Regions from separate parts of the Sus scrofa genome. Here regions 2, 3 and 4 are each linked to region 1. Evidence: chromatin contacts called from public Hi-C and promoter capture Hi-C data. All regions are on one chromosome and are shown on one strand. The core of a region is the stretch at or near the end of the contact, and the rest is flanking DNA. Distances in the headings are between cores, read along the strand shown.

The links. Promoter capture Hi-C pulls out the DNA fragments that hold promoters and counts their contacts. Hi-C and Micro-C count contacts between places; a contact is called where the count stands out from the background.
Region 2: a promoter capture Hi-C map of liver shows a contact between it and region 1, with 4 times the contacts expected there. The contact joins the promoter of IL17RD here to the promoter of FAM208A in region 1. A contact is called at or near these places in 2 of 5 promoter capture datasets (fetal liver and liver), 3 of 47 Hi-C or Micro-C datasets (embryonic fibroblasts, retroperitoneal adipose tissue and subcutaneous adipose tissue) and 1 of 2 datasets of contacts at active chromatin or transcription factors (skeletal muscle).
Region 3: a contact with region 1 is called in a Hi-C map of epiblast stem cells, with 2.0 times the contacts expected there. The contact joins the promoter of ARHGEF3 here to the promoter of FAM208A in region 1. A contact is called at or near these places in 2 of 5 promoter capture datasets (fetal liver and liver) and 1 of 47 Hi-C or Micro-C datasets (epiblast stem cells).
Region 4: a Hi-C map of omental adipose tissue shows a contact between it and region 1, with 2.1 times the contacts expected there. The contact joins the enhancer-like site here to the promoter of FAM208A in region 1. A contact is called at or near these places in 3 of 5 promoter capture datasets (fetal liver, fetal skeletal muscle and liver), 5 of 47 Hi-C or Micro-C datasets (embryonic fibroblasts, liver, omental adipose tissue and 2 more) and 1 of 2 datasets of contacts at active chromatin or transcription factors (skeletal muscle).

Annotation. Positions count from the first base shown.
Region 1 is chr13:38,555,815-38,558,578 of Sscrofa11.1, forward strand. It overlaps FAM208A (protein TASOR), which reads right to left and starts at 1,442. Exons shown (of 24, transcript XM_003358482.4): 1 at 816-1,442. The coding sequence starts at 1,428.
Region 2 is chr13:39,005,306-39,008,069 of Sscrofa11.1, forward strand. It overlaps IL17RD (interleukin-17 receptor D), which reads right to left and starts at 1,416. Exons shown (of 13, transcript XM_021068996.1): 1 at 1,188-1,416. The coding sequence starts at 1,313.
Region 3 is chr13:38,924,159-38,926,922 of Sscrofa11.1, forward strand. It overlaps ARHGEF3 (rho guanine nucleotide exchange factor 3), which reads right to left and starts at 1,441. Exons shown (of 13, transcript XM_021068992.1): 1 at 1,339-1,441.
Region 4 is chr13:38,832,427-38,835,190 of Sscrofa11.1, forward strand. All of the region lies in intron 2 of ARHGEF3 (rho guanine nucleotide exchange factor 3), which reads right to left. Among named protein-coding and RNA genes, the nearest start is that of ARHGEF3, 92 kb to the right of the region's middle. Within about 2 kb of position 1,400, at least 5 of the 83 cell types and tissues checked have an H3K27ac peak or open chromatin away from gene starts, as enhancers often do. A contact at or near this core is called in omental adipose tissue and retroperitoneal adipose tissue, where this site is marked.

The DNA.
Region 1 (2,764 bases), core at 192-2,691:
ACGTACTTCATGTAACTCTTCCCACATTGGTTCCAAAAACTAGACTGGACTTTAAATTTTTTTTAAGTTCTCTCATCTGCAAAATCAAATTGGTGAATCTTGGGCATAAGCTAACCTCTATTTTTTTTCCAGAGGGAAATTACTGCACCAAGAACCTACCTACCTTCCCAATTTTCTCAAATTCGAGAAAAAACATACTAAAGTTTGGATTTAGAAAGCCCTAACGCCTCAAAAATGAGAAAAAAAAATCTACATGGAAATGAAGTGTGATGGAAAATAAGTGTTGCATGAATCACATCTAACGGAGATTTCTAAACAAGAGAAGACGCTGACATCGAGCAAATTTCAAGTAGACAGATAGCTGAAGAATTTCCACAGGGAGAAGCACTTGTGGTCCTCTCAACGCAGTGGCCTTGGAGTAAGCCCCAGATTCCACGGCCACGGGTAATTTCCACCGTGAGACTTCTCAGAAGCATCCTTAGGAGGACACATCGGCTTCTCTGCCTTCAGGGGCTGGGAGGGAGGGGCGCCGAGCACCATCTTTCCTCTCTGGGAGCTGCAGCCTTATAGACACGCTTCAAACCTGAACTACTTCCAACTTCCACCGGGAGGGGGGAAGCAGGAGAGCGTGGTTTCCACCGCTTTCGTCTCGCACCAAAGCGCAGCTGCTGGGCGGCCGTGGCAGTGAGGGGAGAGGCGGCCGGCGCTGCATGCGTGTTTACGTGTCTCGGATGGGTGTGGGAAGGAAACAGAGAGGTTCTAATGAAAAGATGGAGGGGAGAGAGAGAGGGGTTGGGGAAGAGGGGAAGCACCACCTTTCTTTTCTCTGCTCTTCCTGGGGATCTGAAAACTCCTCCTAACAGGTCTTTCGGGCTCTTCGGGGCCTTTGGGCAGAGCGGCCGCGCCCGCCTCAGAGGAGTCCTGAGGCTGCTCGTGGCAGAGGCTCGGGGCGGCCTCAGCAGCCGCGCTCTCCTCAGGCCCGGTGCCGCCGCCGGGCTCCGCGATGCTGACGCCGCCGCCATTTTGTGGGGTGGACTCAAGCTCCGGAAGCGCCTGCTTCATCTCGTCGTCTCCGCCGCCGCCACCACTTTCCCAGCTCGCGTCCGTCGGCGGAGAGGCCTCCGCCTCCGCTGCAGTCGCCATCCCGCCGGCGTGAGGAGCTCCGGGAACCTTCTGTCGACAAGGTCGACGGGGGTGGGGGGAAGGGGCGGCGGGCCGGCCTCGCCGCCGAGCTGCTCTCAGCCCACCCACCCCCTTCCCCCCGTGGCCGCGGGCCGCAATCCCGGGCCAGCAGCCTCTCAGGGGCCCCGAAGCGGGCGCCCCAACCGTGCCGCCCAAACCCCGGAGCCGCTCCTCTCTCGGGCAGTTCTTTGGCCGGCCCCCGCCACTCAACGTGCTGGCGTCGGGGCCGGGAGGGGGCGGGGACATCGCGGAACCCTCAGCCAATGGGGGCGCGGCGCCCGCCTCCGCGGGTGCGGATGGACGGCGCCCAGGGGCGGAGCCTCAGGAAGCTCGAGCCCGCCAAAAGGGGCAACCGCAACGCCCAGAGAGTACCTCGACGCCCCGGCGCGCTGCGGGGTGGATGGGCCTCCCGGCTAGCTGAACGATCCCGGACAGTGCTTGGCCAGCGCCGCCGGCGAGGGCGAGGGCGAAGGAGGCGCGCAGAGCCAGGTCCTGGGGACGCAGGCTTCGCCTTTTTCTGGGCAAGATTACCCCGTTTCTCCGCGCAGGATTTACTTTGGCCAAAAGAGAATAGAGGCAATGGTTGTGGGACGATCCCGGCTTTGTGAAATATTTGCGTGCATATAAAGGCCTGGAGTAATGATAAGCAAGTGGGCTGCAGCGATAAGAGCCTGAAAGCCTCGGGGGGGCCTGCTTCACCTACCTGCCGTTCTACCGGATTTTGCATCTTTACAACAGATTACTCCCACCTGTCCCCCCCCCCTTTTATCTTACTAGGTTGTAACCTGTGGCACGCCTCCAGCAAGGGTCAATACCTCGGATCCTTTGATAAGACTTCCACAGCTGAATGTTAACAGGATTTGGTTCTGCAGAGCTTGAGGAAAGAAGTGCTGCTGGCTCTTAGATTTCGTGTTTCAGTTTTCTCATAGTGTATACTAAAAAATATAATCGTTTGCCGCCACGTTAAAAAAACACGCGGAAAAAAAAAAAAACCCACAGCAGGTGATCGCTTTCTCTTCACAGTCGAGTAAAAGACCTTTAAATAGCTTATGCTAATTGGGTTGAAACTACTATTTATTTGGTTTACAGTGAATACAGTATATCTTGGGTTCTTTCTACATGCTAATCACCCCACAAAGCAATTCACATATATTACGTATATTTAATCCTCACAACAACATATTAGGGAGATACTATCATGCACAACTTAAAATAAGTATTGCAATTAGGAGAATGGGATTAACAGATGCACAGTACTATGCATAAACAAGGATTTACCGCATAGCACATGGAACTACATTCAGTATCTGGTAATAACCTATAATGGAAAAGAATGGGAAGCTGTACACCTGAAACTAACACAATATTGTAAAAATAAAAAATAAATAAAAAGTGTTGCAAGAGTTGAACAAATTAACAAAATCATAATTTGAGGCCAGATCTATTTAACTCCAAATAAAGTACTTTCCCTCCATTCCTCTCTTTCTTTTTTTTGTCTTTTATCCTTTTAGGGCCACACCTGAGGCATATGGAGGTTCCCAGGCTAGGGGTCTAATTGGAACTACAGCTGCTGGCCTACACC
Region 2 (2,764 bases), core at 166-2,665, 450 kb after region 1:
GAAAGTGAGCTGGAAGCACCAGCCTGTACCCAGAAAGGGGATCTAGGCCTTGACTTCTTGAGACAGTTCAGAGCACCTCACAAGAGGTGGGTGGATGTTGCTCTAAGCAAACCACCCCCATACCCATCCCTCAGAGCAGCAGTGCTAGGGGATACTGGGAAATCTCTATTCCCATTTTCCAGGTGAAGAAACTGAGGATCATGGCTGCCCAGAAGAAGAGCCAAGGGCATGTCTGTGGCTGCCTGAGTGAAAAGCCGGTGTCCTCCCCACAAAGCTGAAGGCTGGCCCTGGCTTGGATGGGAGGGGGTGGGACAGACGGATGCAGTCTCACGGTCCTACAGTGGCCCCAGCCCAGGAGACCTTGTGGGTACCGGGGACGGCAGCGTCCCCGCATACACACCCCTCCCCAGGACACACCGCCCAGATGGTGTCAAAGAAGCATTCAGTTAGGGGCAGAGGGCTCCATGCACACGGCGAAAGTCGGTGCTTGGGCACCCGACCGAGGTGACAAACTCATTCTTTCCTTTGACCATGAAAATATCCGCAACTCAAGCTGGGGCGGGGTGAGGGTGGAGGGTCATCCCTGAGACCTTTCTTTAAGCAAAGGGCTGAACATCGGAGCAAAATTTACCAGAAAGACAGGAGCCGACGGTGGGGTGAAGGCGACCCAACCAAGAAGGAACAAAGCGGTCCCGAGAGGGAGACGCACTCCTCCCCAAACTCAGGGGCCCCTCCCTGGCAGTCCCGGGCCTTTGCAGAGCTATGGACCGGAGGTCGAGGAAAACCCTCCACTCCAGCTCCGAAGCGTTCTCCCCGCCATCCGGACAGCTCTAAGGATCCCAGCCCTGGGGCGCACTGCCCCGGGCCCGGAACAAAGGGTGGGGCGCTCTCCCCTAGCCCACCGCCGGGCGCCCCTCTAGCCCGCCCTCCGGGAGCCGGACCCCGGTCGTTGGCAGCGCCTCATTAGCAACACAAAGCCGGGGGTCTAGCGGCCTCTTTCATCCCAGCCGGGGCAGGCAGACGCGCGCCCCGTGAGGGAGGCAGGAGGGCGGGAGCAGCCAGGATCCCAACCCCGCCGAATACTCCGCGGAGAGCAGGCAAGTCCGCGCGGGCTCCACTGCCCGCGAGCACCTGTGCCCCCGCGCTTTGAGGGACAGTGAGAAACTTTCTCGCTGTCCTTTTCTTACCCTCCAGCCGCAGGTGTCGCCGCCCCGAGCTCTGCTGGAGCCACCTGCGGCCACGGCCAATTGCGAGCCGTTGAGGCAGGCGTTGACGGTGAAGAAGACAGAGCAGAGCTGCAACCACGGGGCCATGGCCGTGCGCTCGCCCAGCCCGGCCCGGCGCTACTTTGCGCCCCGGCAGCCTGCAGCTGGCCAGCCGCGAGTGGGCGGTGGCGCCGACCGCCGAGGCTGAGCAGGCTGCACTACAGAGCATGCGCCCCGGACCCTAGCCCCGCCCCTTCTCCCCGGGTCCGACCCCCAGCCTCGACCCTCAGGTTTTGGCCCAGCCCCTGAGGTCTAGCCCTCTTTGGCCCCGCCCTGACCTCTAAGCACAGCCCTACAGCCGGTGTCCGAGTAAACTGTTTCAGAGGCCGGCAGCTGCAGTTTTTCCCCCTCACCTGAGAGGTTTTGTTTTGTTTTGTTTCTGTCTTTTTAGGGCCGCACCTGCGGCATATGGAGGTTCCCAGGCTAGGGGTCGAATAGGAGTGCAGCCACCGGCCTACACCATAGCCACAGGAACACCAGATCCAAGCCGCGTCTGCGACCTACAGCACAGCTCACCGCAGCGCCACTGAGCGAGGCCAGGAATCTAACCTGCTAACTCCCAGATGCTAGTCAGATTCGTTTCCGCTGAGCCAGGAGCGGAACTGTTTTTTTGTTTTTGTTTGTTTTGTTTTTAATCCAAAGGTTTGTCCAGGTGATACCTACTCCCTGCAAAACTTGGGAAAACACAAAGGATATGATTACAATAGTTTTAATAATAACTTACAAGCACCTATGATTTGCCAGGTCTTCTCTTGTATCCTCCCAAACACACCTGAAAGTGGCAGTATTATTGTTATTCCAGTTTTCTGCGCAGAAAAGCTAGGGTAATGTGGTGGTTTGAGAAATCCTGTTGGGGGCCTTGGACAAAGAACTTGCTCTCTCCCCATTCCTGTACCCACCCACTGAGTACTGGAGTAACAGGAGTTAAATGTCCTAGTCTGGGGAAGATTATATTGGTTAATCCATAGCAAACACTCAAATGCTAATCTGTTAACTGACTTGCATAAAGTCACACAGCTAGCATCTGCCAGACCTGAGATTCAAATCCAAACTGGCAAAAACAATACTCTTAACCACTATGCTTGTCTAAATTACTCTTGGGAAGTGAGTAGTGCCTCTGGAAGAAGAAGCTGAGAAGTGGAGTGGCCCAAATCATACAACTTTGCCACAAGCCCCTTCCCCCTTTGACTTATATCTGTGCTCTTGAATCCCACCTCTTCACCCTCTCCACTGCCCCCGCCCTCATTTCTGCTACCACCTCCTCCTCTACAACATCCAAAGGGCTTCTTTTTTTGTTTCCATTTTTTCCCAAATACAATGTATTTCTCCACACTGGTTTCAGAGTGATCTTCAAAAAGATGTCAGACCATTGCCTGTTCCTGATTTAAAATTTTCCACGGTGGCTTTTATTCAATGGCCATTTAGAATAAAATTGGTACTGACCTCCTCTTCTGGAAGTAGGGGAGAGTGGTTGCCCAAAGAGCAGGGATTACTGCCAG
Region 3 (2,764 bases), core at 191-2,690, 370 kb after region 1:
TCATTTTCCAGGAGTGTCCTTGACAAAGGTCATTTCTAATCTCACATTCTGAGATACATTTTGCACAAGGCTGGTTAACCATAGGAAGTATTACTGCCAAGCCCAAGTGTTTCAAGGCTGAAGGGGACACCACAGCTACTGTGTAAATAATTCAGGTCCTTAGCAAAAGAAGGGGAAGTGCCAAGACCTGCCCACCAACCTGGCTGAAGAGCTCGGGATAGCGACGCCCTGTTAGATGTCAGCCATAATAATAACAGCTAACAAGGTAGAACTTAGCTTGTACCAGGCACTGCATTAAGAGCTTTAGTCTCACACAACACTTTCAGGTTTGAACTATTATCACCTCCACATTACAGATGAAGAAACTGAGGCATAGACAGGTGAAGTAACTTTCCCAAGACTATTCTAAGACACAGACATAGCAAAAGTCCTCTTCCACACTCCAGGGTAGAAAGTGGTGATAGCTGGGTAGTACATGAACTGCTTAAAAATAAGTTTCTGCTAATTCATCCAAGACAACTACTGTTGTGCAGTTCTCACATCCTCACCCAGTGCTGGAAGGAAGCACGGTTCAGGCATTAAATGGAGCAAAAGCCCTCTAGGAACAAGAAGCTCCGTTTCAGCAACTTTCAGCTCATGATGTTGCCGCTGATAGGACAAGCGCGATTCTTCCGCGTGACAAAGCCCAAGGGAAACCGACTTGGTAGAAACCTCCACACTCAGAAAAACGCTCACCCGTTTCTGGCTATGAGGCACCAAGGTTCACCTTAACCCCTTGGTGTCCACCTCCCCCGCTTCTATCTCAGGAGCCTCTGGCCGCACAGTTTAAACCATGCAGCCGCCAGCACTGGGTGAGGCGCGCGAAACCTCGGCCGCCGCCCCGCGCACCCGAAGCTGGATTCTCCGCGGTGAAGTGACCAGCAGCTCTGCAAGACCAGACCTGCAGTGCCCGACACCCGAGTAAAGGGGCTGCGCCCCAGGACAGGTGGCACCTCCCCGGCAGTGGTTCCAAGAACTTTCGCCCAAAAGCTACCAAGAAGACCGAAGTCAGGGTCAACAGCGCGAGTGGCAGCCGGTCTGGGCTGTAGTGACACTGCTTACCTGCGCCGCGCTCAAGCGCCCAGTGCGCCCGCGAGCGCCCAGAGTGCCCGGGGCCAGACAGCGCGTAGAGCACGCCGCGGGCACCGGGATGGGGTGGGGCCCAGCTCCGGCCTGGTGGGTGAAGGTGGAGAGGAGCCAGCCCGGGAAAGTGTCCCGCTCCGAGGCGGCTAATGGGGTTGTCCAGTCAGGGAAAGTCTAGCAGAGCAGAGGGGCTGCAGGCCAGCCATCTACACTCACCTCGGCGCCCAGCTCAGGCTCAACCCGCTAGGCTGCAGAGCGAACCACGGCTACAGCTGCCGCGGCCGCGGCTGTGGGGGCGGCTCCCCGAGGAGGGGCGGGGCGTGGGCGTGGAGAGGCCTGGGAGGCCACGTGGGCGGGAGGCGGGCCCGGGACCCTAGCTGGCGCCCAAGCCGGGTGGCTGGAGACCCGGACGCACTGACTCGCGCCTGCCGCTCAGCACTCCTCGCCTCAAGCCCAGAGGAGATCCTGGAGAAGGCTAGGGAGGGAAGAGGAGAGATCTGGCCTCCGGGGCATCCCTCAACACCTAGTTCGGAAAGAATTTAACGTCAGGGTGTGCAGCCGGATCCCTGCTCCTGCGTTCCCTGGGGCGGCTCTCAAGACAGGTGTCAGAGCGAGAGGGGACTGTGGCGACCAGCCGAGAGTAGCAGGGGCTGCCCTGGAGGGTGAGGGCGGGCGCCTGTGGTTGAAGCTCCAGCTCCGCCGACAGGCCGACCTGGGGCGTGTCGGGTCCTGCCCAAGCCTCACTTTTCCTTATCTGTAGGGGTGAGAACGAGGACGAATCCCCGCGACTAGCAAGTTCGTAGGAAACGCTGAGCTTTAAAGAGCCGCAGCTGGCAGTGGCCTGAGTCCTCCGTGATGAAATAGGGCAATCCAAATACTAAAACTAATCGCTGTATTCATTCACTCAACAGATAAACGCCTATAGTCCTCAGGACCCCAAAAGATCAGGAAAGCCCTACACTCTAGTTATGGGCCCTTATGAAAGTATAAAACGGTGAAGATAAAAATAAAAAATTCGTCAGTTGCTTTTGTGCGCCAGTCATGCATTTTTATGTGCTTATCTACTTTAATATTCACAACAGCCTTGTGAGGTATAGGGGTTTTGTGGACTCACTTCTCAGATGAAGAAACTGAAGCTTAGAAAGATGAAGGCAGCCTGGAGAGCTCTTGTCAGGCCTAGGCACCAATAAGTGGACGGATTAGGCTCTGAGTGGACTGCCTCACTCTCTTCACCGGGTGAGCTCTAACCACCACCCCCTCATTCCACCTCACAGGTGTGTGTGGGGGGGTGTTGAGGGCTTCCTGGGAGAGACCTATCCTAGCAACAGCCACTGGGCTGTAAATCTCCCAGCCTGGGCCCCTGTGACTGGCATGAGGAGTTCAGTCAGAACTTGCTCCAGCACAAACGAGACTTTCTTCATTACAATCCCTGTCTCTCTTTGCAGTTACTTGGCCTCATAGTGCTGGGTGGCCTCTTCCTAACCCACAGCCCAACTTTGGGGCCAGAAATCGAGCATCTTGAGCAAACCAGCAAACCAACAGCTGCAACTTCATTCCACTACTTTGACCCCAAATCCAGTGCCTCGTGAGCCCTTTCCTGTTTAAGCATCACGCACTCTTCCCCAATACCATTTCCAAGGGC
Region 4 (2,764 bases), core at 150-2,649, 280 kb after region 1:
ACCTGCATCCTCAGGGATACTAGTCAGGTTTGTAACATGCCAAGCCACAACAGGAACTCCTAACTCATTTTTGAAAATACACTTCTACATACAGATTCACTCTTTGATATGCAGGTGTGAGTTTTGACCAGCACTCACAGGTGGATCCCCATTGCCACAATCAAACAGCTGCCCCATCACCCCCAAATCCCTTGTGCAGCCCCTATGTAGTCAGACCCTCCTCCCACCCCACTTCCTGGCAATCATTGATCTGCTTTCTGTCCTATAATCTTGCCCCTTCCAAAATGTCACATAAGTGGGATCATGCGGCAGGTAGTCTTTTTCACCTGCCTTTCCCTCCCATAGAGCCACTTAGTCACCTGTGGTGCTCGGAGCAGCAGTGGCTCCTTCCTTTCTATCATTTTCCCCCTGAAGGAAATCTCTTCATTCAGGGACAGGGTCACAGAAAACAACAATGGGCTTGCCACCTTCTTCACCCCCTGACAATTTAACCACAACTTTTTAGAACCGATTACAGCTTGGGAAGGAGCAGAGGAGGAGGAGCCCATGGTCCCCCTGCCTGGCTATGTCTGTAACCAAATCCTGAGCTCTGTGCACACCCCTGACTCAGCCTCTCCCTGAGGTCGCTTATCTGCAAAATGGTCAGTAATACCCAAACTTCCCCAAAGGAGACGCTGGCTTGGGGTTGTTGACTCAGAAAGTGGGGGCTGTCTGGGAATCAGGACTGCCTGTCAGGAGATGGCAACAACCTGGGGCACTGCTTCAGAGCAGCAGCAGTGGGGGTGGCAGCTGGTTGGCCAAGCTCTTCAGAGGAGCGAGCGGGTGAGAAAGAAGTGGAGAGAAAAAGAGCACGGAACCCTCTTGACAATGTTGGGAGAAAAACAGGGTGGTTATGGCTGTTGTAATACTAATAATAATCATCACTATGGTCCAGAGATTGTGAACACTTACACACCTGGGCCAGGTGATGTTTAAAACTGGTGTGCCATAGGAGTTCCCGTCATGGCTCAGCAGAAACAAATCTGAGTAGTATCCATGAGGATGCATGTTCGATCCCTGACCTTGCTCAGTGGGTTAAGGATACAGTGTTGCCGTGGCTGTGGCATAGGCCAGTGGCTATACCTCCAACTGTACCCCTAGCCTGGGAACCTCCATATGTCATGGCTGCGACCCTAAAAAGACAAAAAGCAAAAACCTGGTGCCACCATCTCATATAATCTGCACAACAACTTGAGGGGTAGGTTCTGTTAACACCACATCTCGCAGAGCAGGAGCCTGGAGCCCAGGACGCGTGCACAGTGTGCCAGCAGGTGAGGAAGCTCAGCTCTGAGTCCAGGGCTCAGCCTCCCAGCCCTGCCAACCATCAGTAGCTGAGCTGAGCTGAGCTGCTGGCAATGTGAAGGCCCAGCGGGAGCCAGGGAAGGAAGTGCTTGGCAAAGGAGGGAAGGAGCCATGGGAAAGGGAGCTAGAAGAGGAAGGAACCCCGGGAACGTGGGTGGATAATGCCCCAGGCATGCTCTTAGCTACAAGCTGCTATGCCAGAGGCTGGCTTCATTCTTTCAGCAGCAGAACCCATGTGTCAAACCTGATCAGACTCAAAACTCAAGAAATAAACCTGGCAGAAGCAGACTGGCTCTCGTTGAAGGGAAGGAGAAGAAGGAACCAGACCCACCAACCTCCCCCAACTTCTAAATCTCCATCCTCATAGCCACTAAGGAAGGGAACTTCCAAGGAATGCAGGACTCCTTTGGGCTTCCACTCTCAGATGTATGCTCCCTGAGAGCTGGTCGTTCTTCCTCTCTTTCTTTCCCTCTTTTTCTTTCTTTCCTTCCTTCCTTTCTTTTCCTTCTTTCCTCCCTTCCTTTTCTTTCTTTCCTTCCTTCCTTTCTCCTTTCAAATATTCAAATAATAGCACACTCAAAACTAAAATTAGCCAGAGGTGCACTGCGTCTTGTATCTGCCCCACACTGGGACATACTTGGGACTCAATAAATGGGGGATGGGCAGGTCTGGGCAACACCTCAGCAGAGTCAAATGTGGATCCCCCCTCACTACCTAAATGACCCTCAGCAAGGATCTGACCCTCACAAAGCCTCAGAAGCCCCAGCAGTTCCCCCACATCTTGTGATTTTTAAGAGGCTTAATCAAGCGGACGCTTATAAGAGCCCTTCAGCACAGTGCCTGGCAAATAGTGAAAGCATGGTAAATGTTACCTAACATTATTATTAATAGCATCAATAGGATTAAAAGTGTGGTGGGGTAATGGGGGATGCTTCAATAAAACAAAAAATTTTTTTAATGTGATGGGGAAAAACAAAAGATCCACTGGAAGGAATTTAAATGTCCCCAAGAAAAGCACAGTGCCCTGCATGTCCCAATGTACCCTCCCAGCTGGCCTGTGAATGCTCTGGTTTTTGTACCCATCTCTATCGTTTTTGTACCAATGGGAGGAAGGGCCCGGACCATGGAGGTGAGAAGGTCATGAGTTTGACGAGCAAGGCTCATCTGGAGCCAAGTGTTTATTAATTGGTGTTTATACATGTCGTGCCCATCTGGCTCCGATTCTGTCTGAACCTGTGCTCTAAAAAGCTGTACACCTCCCCCTAATGATTTCTCTAAGGCTTCAGATGCACAGACAGCAGTAGACACAGCACAGACGTTGCAGCTCTAAAGGGGTAAAGTCCCCTCCTTGAGTGCTCAGAGTTATATCTGAAACAGCTGGAAGTGAATCTTTTCCAGGACTGACTTTTCCAGGAGAGCAGGG